Regions from separate parts of the Sus scrofa genome. Here region 2 is linked to region 1. The links are chromatin contacts, called in public HiChIP or PLAC-seq maps. All regions are on one chromosome and are shown on one strand. Each heading gives the region's core, a stretch centred on a gene start, on an enhancer-like site or on the middle of the called end of the contact. The rest is flanking DNA. Distances are from core to core; before and after follow the strand shown. Region 1 overlaps DDX55 (ATP-dependent RNA helicase DDX55). Region 2 overlaps SBNO1 (protein strawberry notch homolog 1).

What was found. HiChIP or PLAC-seq counts read pairs in DNA pulled down with a chosen protein or histone mark.
Region 2: a contact with region 1 is called in an H3K27ac HiChIP or PLAC-seq map of alveolar macrophages. The contact joins two enhancer-like sites. A contact is called at or near these places in 2 of 47 Hi-C or Micro-C datasets (both in embryonic fibroblasts) and 1 of 2 datasets of contacts at active chromatin or transcription factors (alveolar macrophages).

What each region holds. Positions count from the first base shown.
Region 1 is chr14:29,372,867-29,377,123 of Sscrofa11.1, reverse strand. It overlaps DDX55 (ATP-dependent RNA helicase DDX55), which reads left to right. Exons shown (of 13, transcript XM_003359086.4): 8 at 2,164-2,246. Among named protein-coding and RNA genes, the nearest start is that of DDX55, 14 kb to the left of the region's middle. Within about 2 kb of position 2,408, at least 21 of the 83 cell types and tissues checked have an H3K27ac peak or open chromatin away from gene starts, as enhancers often do. A contact at or near this core is called in alveolar macrophages, where this site is marked.
Region 2 is chr14:29,604,059-29,608,315 of Sscrofa11.1, reverse strand. All of the region lies in intron 27 of SBNO1 (protein strawberry notch homolog 1), which reads right to left. Among named protein-coding and RNA genes, the nearest start is that of CDK2AP1, 25 kb to the left of the region's middle. Within about 2 kb of position 1,790, at least 4 of the 83 cell types and tissues checked have an H3K27ac peak or open chromatin away from gene starts, as enhancers often do. A contact at or near this core is called in alveolar macrophages, where this site is marked.

The DNA of each region.
Region 1 (4,257 bases), core at 1,159-3,658:
TGAGACTTGCTGAATTTGCAGTGGTAAATACTCGCTGCCAATACCTGTAGTTGCCTCACAAGGCATTGGGAAGGCTTTTGGAAATGTGGTTGTGAGTCATGAGGTCACCCCCTCTGTTCTCTTCCATCATGGGGTTGGGCCAAGAGGCAGCAGGACAGGATGGTCAGCCAGGATGGCAGTGCCACTTGGGAACTGGGAGAACCTAGAGGCCAGTGTCACCTGCTCACCAAGACACCTCTGAATAGTCAGCCAGGGGACTGGGCTTTTCTTGTGGCTGAGCAAGGCTCCTGTTCACAGAAACAGTGACATGTTCGTAGAGAAGTGGGCCATTAACAAACCAGTGTCCCTAGCGCTGTGAACTCTCCTAAGGGCAACAAGGCTGCTGTCCTTTGTGTCAGTTCATGGGGGGATTGAAGGAAGAAGAGTTTGCACATCAGAAAGCCGCCTCTGGTGCCGCTTCCTGGAGAATGTTTTTGAAATCAGATGGGGGTGTTATACTTGGTGTTGACATTTCTCCCTGAGGCTGGGCTGGTAAGGTCAGAAGGCCAGCTCTTCCCAGAGGAAGGAGGAGGCGATGGACAGTGGTTAAGAACAGAGAGGCTGGAGGGCCACCCAGGTACACATCTAGGCTGAAGGCGTCCCTTCCTGACTGAAATAGGTGAACTTACCAGTGTATCACCTGTAAAATGGGGGCTCTAGTAGGTTCTAACCCTCACTTCATAGGATTGCTATAAGAATTGGTTTACTGGAGTTCCCGTCGTGGTGCAGTGGTTAACGAATCCGACTAGGAACCATGAGGTTGCGGGTTCGGTCCCTGCCCTTGCTCAGTGGGTTAAGGATCCGGCATTGCCATGAGCTGTGATGTAGGTTGCAGACGTGGCTCGGATCCCTCGTTGCTGTGGCTCTGGCATAGGCTGGTGGCTACAGCTCCGATTTGACCCCTAGCCTGGGAACCTCCATATGCCGCGGGAGCGGCCCAAGAAATAGCAACAACAACAACAAAAATTAAAAAAAAAAAAAAAAGAATTGGTTTATTACACAGTTGAAGGTTTTTAGGTCAGTGCTTTGTACATAGTTAAGTGCTGATAAAGTAGCTTTGGAACCCAGTGGCTGCTGCTGCATTCTACTCTTTTGCATTCATTTAAGCGATTGCATTTAGAGATGTCTGAGAGAAAGAAATTCCAAACTGAGGATTTGGTCTTGCTAAAAATGGGGAATGCATTTAGGTGGACTTAAATGTCTCCAGTTTAGGGGCCTGAGTGGAGCACTTGACTGCATTTATTGAGGGAGACTGGAGTCTGTCTCTGGCAGGGGGGTCTGTGAAATAAGTCTGTGTGTGTTCCACTCTGGAGACCTGTGTCCACCTTAGAGCAGTGGTTTCTGAACGTGGCTGTGCCTCAGAATTTCCTGGACACTCTTTAAGTAATGTGGACTCTTGGGTGCAATTCTAGAACCACCGAATCAGTCTGTGTGCTGTGTCCAAGAACCTGCATTTTTTTTTTTTTTTTTTTAGGGCTGCACTTGCGGCACATGGAAGTTCCCAGGCCAGGCGTTGGATCGGAGCCACAGCTGCCAGCCTACACCACAGCTCACAGCCATGCCGGGTCCCCGACCCACTGAGTGAGGCCAGGGATCGAACCTGAATCCTCGTGGATACGAGTCGGGCTCGTTTCCGCTGCACCACAACAGGAACTCCCCAGGAACCTACATTTAAACTTACCCTGGGCATGGTGGCATGGCTGGCATGGTGCTGTCTGCATTTGGGATTTGGGAAGCACTATGTTGAGTGTTCCCTGCTCCCGTCCTCAGTTCCGGGATTTTGTGACTTCACAGCAACGCCAGATCTGAAGTTTATTCCGAGCTCAGTGGACTGAGTAACATTCTGACAAAAGTCTATCCTTTTCGTGGAGGAAATTAGATTCCTTAAAGTTAAAGGCCAAAACTGAAAATAGCTATGGGGTTATTATTGTCAGCAAATTTGTTTTGTTTGTTTGTTTAGGGCCCCACCAGCAGCATATGGAGGTTCCCAGGCCAGGGGTCTAATCAGAGCTACAGCTGCCGGCCTATGCCACAGCCACAGCAACACCAGATCAGAGCTGTCTCTACAGCTCACGGCAGCATAAATTTGTTTTTGTTTTGTTGGTTTTCCTTTTTATTTTGCAGGTGTGTAAGGCAGACGAGAAGTTTAATCAGCTGGTCCATTTTCTTCGAAATCACAAGCAGGAGAAACACCTGGTCTTCTTCAGGTAATCCTTCTGGACTGTGTAGGCAAGTCTGGGGTTCAGCCACACCCAGGATGTGCACACGTGTGTAGCCACCCTCAGGTTTGAAGTTCCCTTTAGATTGTTTCTCTCTTAGGAGAACCATAGCATTTGGCTGCAAATAACTGAAAACGCCGTTTCCGCAGCTCAAGCAGGAGGGGTTTATTTTTCTCCTGTAAGAGGAAGTCCAGAGGAAGGCAGTTCCTGACACTGGTTTCTGTCTCAGCAACGTCAAGGCCAGTAGTGTGTCTGCAACTGTCTTGGCCTTTCCTTCCTGTAGGTCACCCCCTAGTTTCAAGTTGCCACTGTGACCCCTTTGTCACATCTGCACTGAAAGCAGATAAAAGAGGACAGGGAGGGGGAGGGGCTAGGGCAGCATTTGCCATCTCAGACCCTTTTATTTATTTATTTTTTTTATTTTTTATTTTTTTGTCTTTTTGCCATTTCTTGGGCCGCTCCTGCGGCATATGGGAGGTTCCCAGGCTAGGGGTCTAATCACAGCTGTAGCCGCCAGCCTACACCAGAGCCACAGCAACGCCAGATCTGAGCCGCGTCTGCGACCTGCACCACAGCTCACAGCAACGCTGGATCCTTAACCCACTGAGCAAGGGCAGGGATCGAACCCGCAACCTCATGGTTCCTAGTCGGATTCATTAACCACTGCGCCACGATGGGAACTCCCTCAGACCCTTTTAATCAGAAAAGCAGAAGGCTTTCTTAGAACTGCCCCCCATCCCCACTGACTTCCACTTTCATTGCATGGGCCAAAGGTGGGTCACTCAGCAGTGCCTGACTTGGAGTGGTGGGGAAAATGAGTGGGTCGTTGTCCCAGCCTCTGTAGCAGAGGGAGGTGAAGGAGGAAGGGGGTGGGATGGCGTTTTATAAGGCAGCCTAGAGTCTGCCACACTCCGTCCTGTTGTCCGAGTACAAGGTAGGAGGTGTGTACTCTTTGGGCTGTTTTTTCCTCCTACACATATACCCATGGTATCATTTTTTTTTGGGCAGTGCCAAAAGACTTGTATGTTTCTTTTCCGTCATCATTTCACCAATAGTATGCATGTAGCTGTACAGGCCCATAGTTAGAAATATAACCTGGTACACACACACACACCCAACTGAAAGATTTCACAAAACTGTACTTGGCTAGGCGGGCACATTCTGATGCTTTCTATTCTGTTGTATTCAAAATGATTGTTTAATAATGCTGGTCCAGACCCATTAAATTGATCTCAGGAACCACTAGATTGCTTTCAGGATCCGTGGATTGTGACTCTCAGTGTGTAAAACTGCTTCCTTATGTACTGGTGGTGCAAATAGCAAGGAACCTGGTAGCAGTCCCTTAGCACAGGTGTTTAGACAAGAGCTGGCCCACACTGGCACCTGAGCCCGGCAGAGTGGGAAGAACATCGGGGATGGAGTCAGACCTTCCCTCTGGCTCTGCCATGTGCTCCTCTTGCCCCTCTGTAAGCCCAGTTCCTTCATCTGCAAAACCACGTGACATCCCTCTGGAATCCCTCAGATAAAAAATGGGGGGGAGGATTGGGGTGAACTTTATTAGAAGACTGCTATGTATGGATTCAGAGAGGAAGTTGGGTGTCTGTGCTCTAGGGAAGATTGGATCCAGGGTCCCTGGAAAGCTCCATGGCCATCTCTTGAGGGGTGATCCTGCTCCAGCCCCTGCCGGCCTCTACTCTTCAAGTCCAAATATCTTGGGAGAGAGGACCTGATTTCTCTAACTTGGGTTACCTGCTGAGCCCTGGGGAACCACACTAGAGAAGCAGTTCCCTGAAGGAACTGTACTTCAGATGTTGCTGTACTTGCTATGAGGGACTACTTCACTTTACTTAGCTTCCTAGGGGCCAGGGACAGCCCCTTGCTAGGATAGCCTTAGTGGGAATACATGGTATGGGTGTTCACTCTTGCTTAAGGGATATTGTCAAAGGATTGGCCATTCACTGGCCAAGAGCTTAGTGGTGGAGGACCTGTGCAGCAATTC
Region 2 (4,257 bases), core at 541-3,040, 230 kb before region 1:
TGTATCAATACCCTAGTTGAGGAGTTCCCATTGTGGCTCAGCGGTAACAAACCCAACTACTATCCATTAAGATTCAGGTTCAATACCTGGCCCTGATCAGTGGGTTAAGGATCTGGTGGTCCCATAAGCTGTGGTGTAGGTCACAGATGCAGCTTGGACCTGGCATTGCTGTGGCTGTGCTTTAGGCTGGCAGCTGCAGCTCCAAAATGGCCCCTAGCTTGGGAATGTTCATATGCCATGGGTGTGGCCACAAAAATAAATTTAAAAAAAAATCCTGATTGATATCACAACATTGTAAATCAACTATACTTCAGAAAATCTAAGACCCTGAAATAGGCAATGAATTTTTTTACTACAGACACAAAAGACAAAACATAAAATTTGAAAAGTAATAAATTTAACATCAGGAGTCCTCAGGCTACCGTCCAGGCGGTTTAGGCCAGCTTGGCACCTAGATGAGTACTAGATGAGTCTCTTTCTCTCTGGTTATTTTTGCGCTGTGTTAATAACAAGCATGTTGAAATGACCCCTGGCTGAAGCTCCTGAGTTCTACATTGTTTGAGATAAAGCGCTCCAGCCTAGCTTGCCGAAGTTGTCTGCGTTGGATTGGGTCTCAATCCCACCTAACAAAAGTGAATTTGCCTTAAAAAAAAAATCCTGATTGATATTACACTGTAGTTTTGTAAAATGTTACCACTAGGAAAAATACTGTACAAGAAATTTCTCTATCATTTCTTATAGCCTCATGAGAATCTAAAATAATCTCAGCAAGATTTTTAAACAAACACATCTAGGAGTTCCTGTCCATGGCTCAGTGTTTAAAGAATCTGACTAGCACCCATGAGGACACAGGTTCGATCTCTGGCTTCATTCAGTGCGTTAAGGATCCGGCATTGCCATGAGCTGTGGTGTAGGTTGCATACATGGCTCAGAACCCAAGTTGCTGTTGCTGTGGCTTAATCTGGCGGCTATAGCTCCAATTCAACTCCTTGCCTGGGAACCTCCATATACCACAGGAGGGGCCCAGAGAAAAAAAGAAAAGAAAAGAAAGAACAATCAATCAGAAGCCAGACCTAGTCTGAGAGCTTTGCTCTTCAATCAGAGACCGGTACCCCAGGCTTACAGACCATACCTGGCCTGAGGCTCCTAAGTTCTTTTTGTTTTGCTTTTGTTTTTTTTTTTTTGCTTTAGAGGGCCATACTCATGGCATATGGAGATTCCCAGGCTAGGGGTCTAATTGGAGTTACAGCTGCCCACCTAGGCCATAGCCACAGCAGCGCAGGATCTGAGCCGAGTCTGCGACCTACACCACAGCTCATGGCAACATCAGATCCTTAACCCTGAGTGAGGACAAGGATCAAACCCACAACCTCATGGTTCCTAATAGGATTTGCTTCCACTGCGCCACAACAGGAACTCCCAGCTCCTAAGTTTAAGAACACTTTAAGGATGGATGAAAAGGAGGAAGTTAGGAAGAAAAAAAATCCACAAAGAATAGTCAGCAGAGACTGCAAAACCTAAAAATACTTACTACCTGGATTTTGGAAGAAAAAGTTTAGGGATTCCTGATCCAGAGTTGATTTATGTTTCACACTGCCTGTGGCATTATCATATTTGATCTCCCTTACACAGTTGCTTCTCTTTTTGGCCGCACTTGTGGCATGTGGAAGTTTCCAGGCCAGGGATCAAACCTGCACCACAGCAGCAGCAACACGGGATCCCTAACCTTCTGTGCCATGAGAGAACTTCCTACACAGTTACTTCTTTTTTTTCTTGGGTCTTTTTAGGGCCACACCCGTGGCAGATGGAAGTTCCCAGGCCAGGGGCTGAGTCAGAGCTGTAGCTGACAGGCTATGCCACAGCCACAGCAACTCAAAATCCAAGCTGCATCTGCGACCTACACCACAACTCACAGGAACGCCGGATGCTTAACCCACTGAGCTAGGCCACGGATTGAACTCCCATCCGCATGGCTCCTAGTCAGGTTCAAAACCACTGAAACACGATGGCAACTCCACAGTTACTTCTTGCACCAGGTCTTCATTTTCAGTTGTTACTCCATAAATATTTGCAAATATGCAAAATGTGCTTATATGTAGACAGTGTAATATTAGACACAAAAAGTAATGAAGTTCTGACACACACTACAACATGGATGAACCTTGAAAACATTATACTAAGTGAAAGAAGCCAACACAAAATGTCACGTTACATGATCCACTTACACGAGGTACCAAAATATGCAAATACACAGAGGCAGAAAATACAGCAGAGGTTTCTCAGAGGCTAGAGAAAGGAAAATGAGGAATTACTGTTTTTTTGGTTTGGGCCAGGGATTGAACCTGCACCAAAGCAGCAACCTGAACTGCTACAGTGATAACACTGGATCCTTAACCTGTTTGTGCCACAAGGGAACTCTGGGGATTTATCATTTAATGGTGGTGGCTTAACAACACTGTGAATATAATTAATGCCACTATATCAAACACTTTAAAATGGATAAAACAATTAAAAGAATTAACAAGGTAATATGCTAAAAACATCTAATCACATCCTCAAGTGGGTGAATTGTACTAGATGTGAAATGTATCTCAATAAAGCTGTTAAAGAAAAAGACATGAAGAAAGAGATTAAAAGGATCCAAGAGAGGAAGAATTCTTTTGTGGATCAGTGGGTGAGAGGACAAAGGTGTGATCCTTGACCTTGCTTAGAGGATTAAGGATTCTGCGCTGCTGTAAACTGTGGGGTAGGGCAGCAGCTGCAACTCCAATTAAACCCCTAGCCTGGGAACTTCCTTATGCTTCAGGTGCAGCCCTAAAAAGGAAAAAAAATAAAAAAAGAAAGAAAGAAAAATGAAAGTAATTCAAAAACTTTCTGAAGATGTGAATCTACATGTTGAAAGAGCATATTACAAATCTGAGAATACTGGACAAAAGATGACTAATACCAGGATGTAAACTAGCAAAATGATCAAACTTATCATTCACACATACAGACACAAAAGAACTAAATTAATAAGGGAAAGAAAATTAGAGCACCATCAAACTATGGAGTTCCCTTGGGAGTTCCCATCGTGGCTCTGTGGTTAACGAATCCGACTAGGAACCATGAGGTTGCAGGTTTGGTCCCTGCCCTTGCTCAGTGGGTTAACAATCCGGTGTTGCCGTGAGCTGTGGTGTAGGTCATAGATGCGGCTCAGATCCTGCGTTGCTGTGGCTCTGGCACAGGCTGGCAGCTACAGCTCCAATTGGACTCCTAGCCTGGGAACCTCCATATGCCATGGGAGCGGCCCAAGAAATGGCAAAAAGACAAAAACAAAAACAAAAACAAAAAACTATGGAGTTCCCATAGTGGGTCAGTGGTTAACAAACCCAACTAGCATCCACGAGGATGTGGGTTAGATCCTTGGCCTCGCTCAGTGAGTTAAGGATCCGGCATTGCCGTGAGCTGTGGTATAGGCCACAGACGTGGCTCCAGTCTGGCACTGCTGTGGCTGTGGTGTAGGCTAGCGGCTACAGTTCCAGTTCAAGCCCTAGCCTAGGAACCTCCGTATGCTGCTGGTGCGGCCCTAAAAAAACATAAATAAATAAATAAATTCAACAAAAAATAATGTTAACCTAATAAAGATTTCATGTCTGGTAAAACTGTCTTTCAAGTACAAAGGCACAAAATTCCCAGCAGGCAAGAACTCAGGGAACTGAGGGTTTCCATAAGACCTTCTTGAGGAATCTATTTTGGGCGCCAGACAAAATGACTAGAGAGATATTAACCTAAGGACTAGTGAGTGAGTGGTGAACTTTAAATATAAATTAATTACCTGGAGAACTAATGTTAATTAGGGTTAAAAGAAGAGCATACTATGTAACTGCCATACAGTGACATGCAGAAATGGTTTAACTATTTTTTAAATTAAGTGAGGAAGGGGAGTTCCCGTCATGGCGCAGTGGTTAATGAATCCGACTAGGAACCATGAGGTTTCGGGTTCGATTCCTGGCCTCACTCAGTGGGTTAAGGATCTGGCGTTGCCGTGAGCTGTGGTGTAGGTCGCAGACGCGGCTCGGATCCTGCGTTGCTGTGGCTCTGGTGTAGGCTGGTGGCTACAGCTCCGATTCGACCCCTAGCCTGGGAACCTCCATATGCCACAGGAGCGTCCCTAGAAAAGGCAAAAATAAATAAATAAACAAATTAATTAATTAAAATTTAAAAAATTAAATGGGGGAAGCATATACCAAAAAATATTTTATCATCCTGGAGACT